Linked DNA regions of Rattus norvegicus: region 1 is linked to region 2. The links are chromatin contacts, called in public Hi-C maps. All regions are on one chromosome and are shown on one strand. Each heading gives the region's core, a stretch centred on a gene start, on an enhancer-like site or on the middle of the called end of the contact. The rest is flanking DNA. Distances are from core to core; before and after follow the strand shown.

Region 1 (2,700 bases), core at 26-2,525, 59 kb after region 2:
AAGTTCTTAGCATACCTTCTAGAAGCCATAAAGGCTGTCTAGAAGGCCTCGGGAAGGAAGTTTCCAGGCATATGCCATGGCATTTGTCTACTCCCATCCGTGGGACTGCACAGGGCAGCTTCGGAGTTCTTCCCCTCCGAGGAAGGCTTAATTGCAGGTCCAGGTGCCTTCTGCTGACTAATTGGAAACTGGCAAAGCTTTTTGCCTTGTCTAATAATTTCTTAGAAGAGTTCTATAGGAGCTGGTTTTCTGAGTGCGCCTGATTCATTTTTAATTGTACTTGCAATATTAACCAACATTTCTTAATCAAACCACTAGGTAGCCAACAGCTGATTCCAGTGGAGTGTCTTGGCAGCCTGCCTGACTCTCAGCCTTTCTGTGGGTTCATCTAGTTTCTCTTCTTGAGCTGATCCAGGCTGGGCCTCACTGGGCATGCTCAATAATCAGGTTGAGTGAGTGTTATCTCCCAGGGGCTCCCTCTAAGAGGAGGGGCTAAAGGAAGGGGGAGTGGGACCACTTCTACTATGTCTTTCTACTTGAAGAAGTATATCCTATTGGTTTTAGGACATCCAGGAAAGCTGGGAGGCAGAATTAAAATCCCTCCCAGTGTAGACAGGGCTCCTACACTGTCCCTGCTGCTTTAGAACAGAAGGGTGGCAGTATTTGGACATTGCCATTCTCTGCCAGATCGGGAAGTCAGACCCAACTGAGTTGGAATGGAGACCCGGCTCTCCTGGGTATTGAGGATCTCATCAAGTTATTTCACCTCTTCACGCTTCAGTTTCTCCATCTGCAAAATGGAACCACGCCACAAGAATGAAAATCATAGTAATTGTTACCACAGAGGCTGGAGGAGATAGGGTCTGGCTTGTGGGAACGTCTCTGAAGTACCAGCTGTTCTTAATCACACGCTGATATTGACCTGCTCCTGGATCGTCTGTGTTCCCTACAGCAGATACAGAACAAGAGCCCTAGTTACTTGAGTTTTCTGTTTTATCAGAGTTTATCTCCTGTACCCTGCTCGGATGTGGAGCATTTGCAGTGGTGACTCTGTCATGCCTGACAATATAGGGATAGCATCTTGTCCGAGAGTAGCCCCCAGGGAGAAGGATTGTAGAAAGACTCTATTGTAGAGCCTCTGGGGTTGTTCCACTCAAGATTTCAGCCACAGTTCCCGGTAATGGGAGGCAATGGGACGGCTGCCCTTTGTCCAGAGTCCTGCTATGACTCAACTTCCTACCTTTGTTCCTCAGCCCCACCTCTGTGGGGAAGGCCTCCAGCTGCTTCTTACCTCACCTAGCTTACCTCATCGTACCTAAGTCTGTCTCATTGAAGCACGGAGGGTAAACTTAGCTGAGCGGCGACAAGTTGCTGTACTATGATTTTTAACAAGGTCCGAAGCACTTTGCGGAGGTGATCATCTCAGAATTAGCCTGTAAAGAGCCTGCTTTTGCTGCACACCACACAAGCTGCCTTCTGCTGGAGCCTGACTTTTCGCTGGCAACTTTCCCTTTGACCTTACTTCGTGTTTTATGCTTGTAGCCCTTCTGTGAGCTACAGACAACACTGCACTCTGTTTCTGGGAGGGAAAACTGAGGCAGGAACTAACTCCGTAGCAGGAAGTGATAGGCTGGTAAGAAGAATGGACCACAAGCTCTTGGGTGTGAATAGGTGGCCTTCTCCCAGGCTGATTGGCCTTTATACCTGGGGAGTGAGGGAACTACCCTAGAGCTGTCAGGGTCCAAGGACGGATGCCAGTTTGTTCTTAGTGGCACAAGACTTCCCCATTGGTGTCTTAGCTTACAGGTCTCTTCCTTCCTGGACATATACAGGTGCCACTTAGCCGGCCTTCAGGCTTCTAGCATTTTCTATTCAGGCATAAAGGATTCCTTTTCCTAAATAAAGCAGAACTGAATCACTGTTTGTCTGAATGGAGGGTCACGTTCAGAATTCGCGGACAGATCTTGACGGCCTGTTCTGTCTCATTGCCCTCATAACCCGTTGTTTCCTTCCCTCCAATGCCATGTTCTTGTGGCTCCTATGTCTACGGTCACACCACCCTGAGTGTGCCCTGAGAGCCACATCTCTCCCCACGGCTGCTACATCACTCATTCATTCTTTTCTGTCACTTGTTTTGGGTTTTTTGGGGGGGTGGGGCAGTGAGGGAAGGCAGTCCTACTGTGTAGCCTTGGCTGGCCTGGAATTCACTATGTAGTCCAAACTTGGAGTGGTCCTTTTGCTTGTGCCTCTGGAACCCATGAATGCTAGAACCACAGGTTTGTGTCACTGTGCCTAGCGCGCGCACGTGTGTGTGTGTGTGTGTGTGTGTGTGTGTGTGTGTGTGTGTGTATGTATGTGTTAGACTTCTAGGAATTTTTCTTCCTCTCCTGTCTAAGCCAGTGGTAGTATACCAGAAAGGGCTACGGAGAAAGAGAACTAGTGGGAAATACCTGAAAGGAAATACTGAATACACGTAAAAGTTCCTCTACTAAAATGGATTCTGTCCCAGTTAACCACTGCAAGCAAAGAATTCTGTATATTGAAAAACTGTATTTGTTACATGTTACCTACAGAGCATTATAGCTTAGCCCAGCTTACCTTAAATATGTACAAAACTCTACAGTTGGGCAAACTCATCTAATAATACAGCTTAGATTATGACATCCATCTTGTATAACTTCTGAAACACTGTTCTAAAAT
Region 2 (2,700 bases), core at 59-2,558:
AACTGCATCTGTCCGCCTGAAAGAAGCATTTTTGGAATTTCAAAGGAGTTTAAAAATTAAGCCCTCGTCTCTTATTAACTAATCTGTAGAATTCATTTGGGTGTTACCTTCTGGGGAAAGGGTTTCAGAACATGCAGGGAAACCCATCCCTGCTGGTGTAGGTGTGTACCTTCTGGCTGAAAGCCACACTCAGGGCCAGTTGCTATGGTTCAAAGCCCAAGGCAGTGTCCTTTACCTCTGTTCTCTTGCTCCGTCCGCTTCTGACAATTCTTTTCCCTTTGGGGATAGGATGCCTACGTTTCTTGGAAGATGGAAAAAGAAGTAAGAAGCTGCTAGGGACAGCCCAAAGCAAGGCTTTTGACAATACGAATGAAGTAGCAAAGGCAGAGGGGCCCAGAGTATGAGGCAGCAGAGCCAAGAGAACTCGAGAGTTCCCACCTTCTGAGAGGGGGATCCTGGGGTCCAATAGGAGACTGTGGGTGAAACTATAATATTCCCGCTGAAGAGCATACTTTCCTGATCGAGTTGTCTGTGCAGGGAGTTCATTTGGGTGAGGAGGATCTTTAGTGTGCATCAAAATTACCTTAATAACGAACTGTGGCACTTAGACTTGTTTGTTTGTTTGTTTGCTTTTTTTTTTTTTTTTGAGTCAGGGTTTCTCTCTGTAGCCCCGGCTGTCCTGGAACTCACTTTATAGACCAGGCTGGCCAAGAACTCACAGACCTCAGCCTCTTCTGCCTGCTCCTGGAATGGAAGGCGTGCGCCAACACCGCCAGGCCATAACTAGGTTTTATCAATGGAAAAAAAGTTCCATATAAACGTATAAAACCGAGAGGAAAAAGTATAGGCAGGACCTTCCAGTCGCAGGTAGCGTTCTTGCTAACGCTTGAGTTACTTTTCTTCCCACTTTTAAGGTCACCATGGCACTGCTGCCCACCTCTGCCCAGGTGTTCCGGCGGCGCGGTGCGGCAGGTGCGACACCCGGCCCGCACCTGTGTGGCGTTCGCCCCGCAGCCAGCAGGGGGCGGAGCGCTCCGGCTCCCGGGCGCCGCTCCTCGCCGGCCCCGCCCCCCGCCCCAGGACCCGGTGGCGGCGGGGGCGCGGAGGGCTTAAAGGCGGCGGCGACCGCCCGCGGGCAGGCGCGGGGCGTCCCTTCCTCGCCCGGCGTCCGCGTCACCTCCCCATACCTGAGCCTGGAGTGCGGCGCGCCTTCTCCCCGCCCTCCCGTCACTCCCGGTCGCCGCACCAGCGCTGCCGCCGCCCTGGGAGTAAAGGTCGCACGGGCGGGTGCGAGCGAGCGTCGGCGCCAGCGGGTCGGTCCACCCGAGAAAGGGGCGCGGAGGAACTGGGACCGACCCGGGAAGACTGCGCCAGAGGTGCACGGAGATCGCGCGGGGAGCGAGGAGCCGGGCCTCGGCGCTCAGCCCGGATCCAGCGTCCCGCGAAGCACCCGGGGCTCCGGCCCGGCCCGCGGGGTCATGTCGTACAGCGAGCTCTACAGCCGGGTGAGTGCGGGCCCGGCGCAGCCCCGGGGCACAGGTGCGGCGCTGCGCGCCCCGGGCCACCTTCTCCACCGGTGCTGGACGCCCCTGCCAGCGTCTGTGTGGCCCCGGTCCCCGGCACCCCTAAGTTGGGTGGCAGAGAAAGTTTGGGTGTTCCGGGAGCGCGCCGCACCGACTCGCCGCCCCACAGAGTCCCTCCTGACAGCGGCGCAGCACCGCCCCACGCTTCCCTTCCCTCCGTGTCCTCTCCTAGTCTAGATCTCCTGCTGAGAACCTGGAACCAAAGAGGCGTCTTAGCCCGCTGGTAGCCGGGATAGGACACCAGATAGGACACCAGCTTCCTCTGAAGCATCTGACTTGCGACCCCATTTTCTCTTGCTTGGTCCCGGTTCCAGGTTCTCTGCAGTGCGAGAGCGTCCCTTGGTTTGCCTTTCTTCCGGCGTGAGGCAACCAGAGGGACCCTAAACTTGGGAGAGGAGAGGGACAAGGAGCCCCTGGGTGGGAAGGGCGCAGAGCCTGAAGGAGAGGTGAGGGTAGTGGGTAGAGAGACGTCATTTCTAATAATCGCAAGGAAGTACATTCTTAAAAAAAATGGTATATGTATACACATATAAAATTCTTTTTAATGATTTGTGTGCCTACATGTCTGTAAGTCCACCTAAGGCCAGAAGAGGGCGTCAGAGCCCCTGGAAATGGAGTTACAGGTGGTCGCGAGCCTCCTTTTGGGTGCTGGGAATAGAACCGGGTCCTCTGCAAGACCTGCAAGTGCAAGCGGAATGTTGCAATCGCTCTTCTCAGCCCCAGGAAGCCCATACTTAATTTGCCCACAATAGGCGTTTTGAAGCAGCCCCTGGGTTATCAGACAGGGGAAGGTTGGAGTAATTATTGACCAGGACTGGAGTGCAGGTTTTTTTTTTTTTCCCCCCCAAGGTCAGCATGTGAACGTGTGTGGTGGAAGGTAGGGGGCGGTCAGGATTGGAAACAGGTGCAACAGGAGCGTCTGCTCCCGGGTCACACGGCAGGTGCTGCAGTTAAAGTGACCAGCAGTTTCCCAGGCGTTGGTTCTGCAGCCCTAGCCTTTTTGGTTTCTGCTGGGTACGAGGGGGGCAGGGTGAACAACGGCAGGGCCTTTAATCACCCGACATTTTCTTCCTTTAAAAAAAAAAAAGTTTCGTACCTCCCGATGTTTGGTTTTCTC

The links. A called contact is a pair of places that touch in the nucleus more often than the background predicts.
Region 1: a contact with region 2 is called in a Hi-C map of liver, with 3 times the contacts expected there. The contact joins the enhancer-like site here to the promoter of Myo5b in region 2. A contact is called at or near these places in 2 of 12 Hi-C or Micro-C datasets (liver and mammary epithelial cells).

What each region holds. Positions count from the first base shown.
Region 1 is chr18:70,371,771-70,374,470 of GRCr8, forward strand. The region is part of intron 1 of Myo5b (myosin Vb); the gene reads left to right. Among named protein-coding and RNA genes, the nearest start is that of Myo5b, 59 kb to the left of the region's middle. Within about 2 kb of position 1,276, at least 5 of the 93 cell types and tissues checked have an H3K27ac peak or open chromatin away from gene starts, as enhancers often do. A contact at or near this core is called in liver, where this site is marked.
Region 2 is chr18:70,312,668-70,315,367 of GRCr8, forward strand. It overlaps Myo5b (myosin Vb), which reads left to right and starts at 1,309. Exons shown (of 40, transcript NM_017083.2): 1 at 1,309-1,505. The coding sequence starts at 1,479.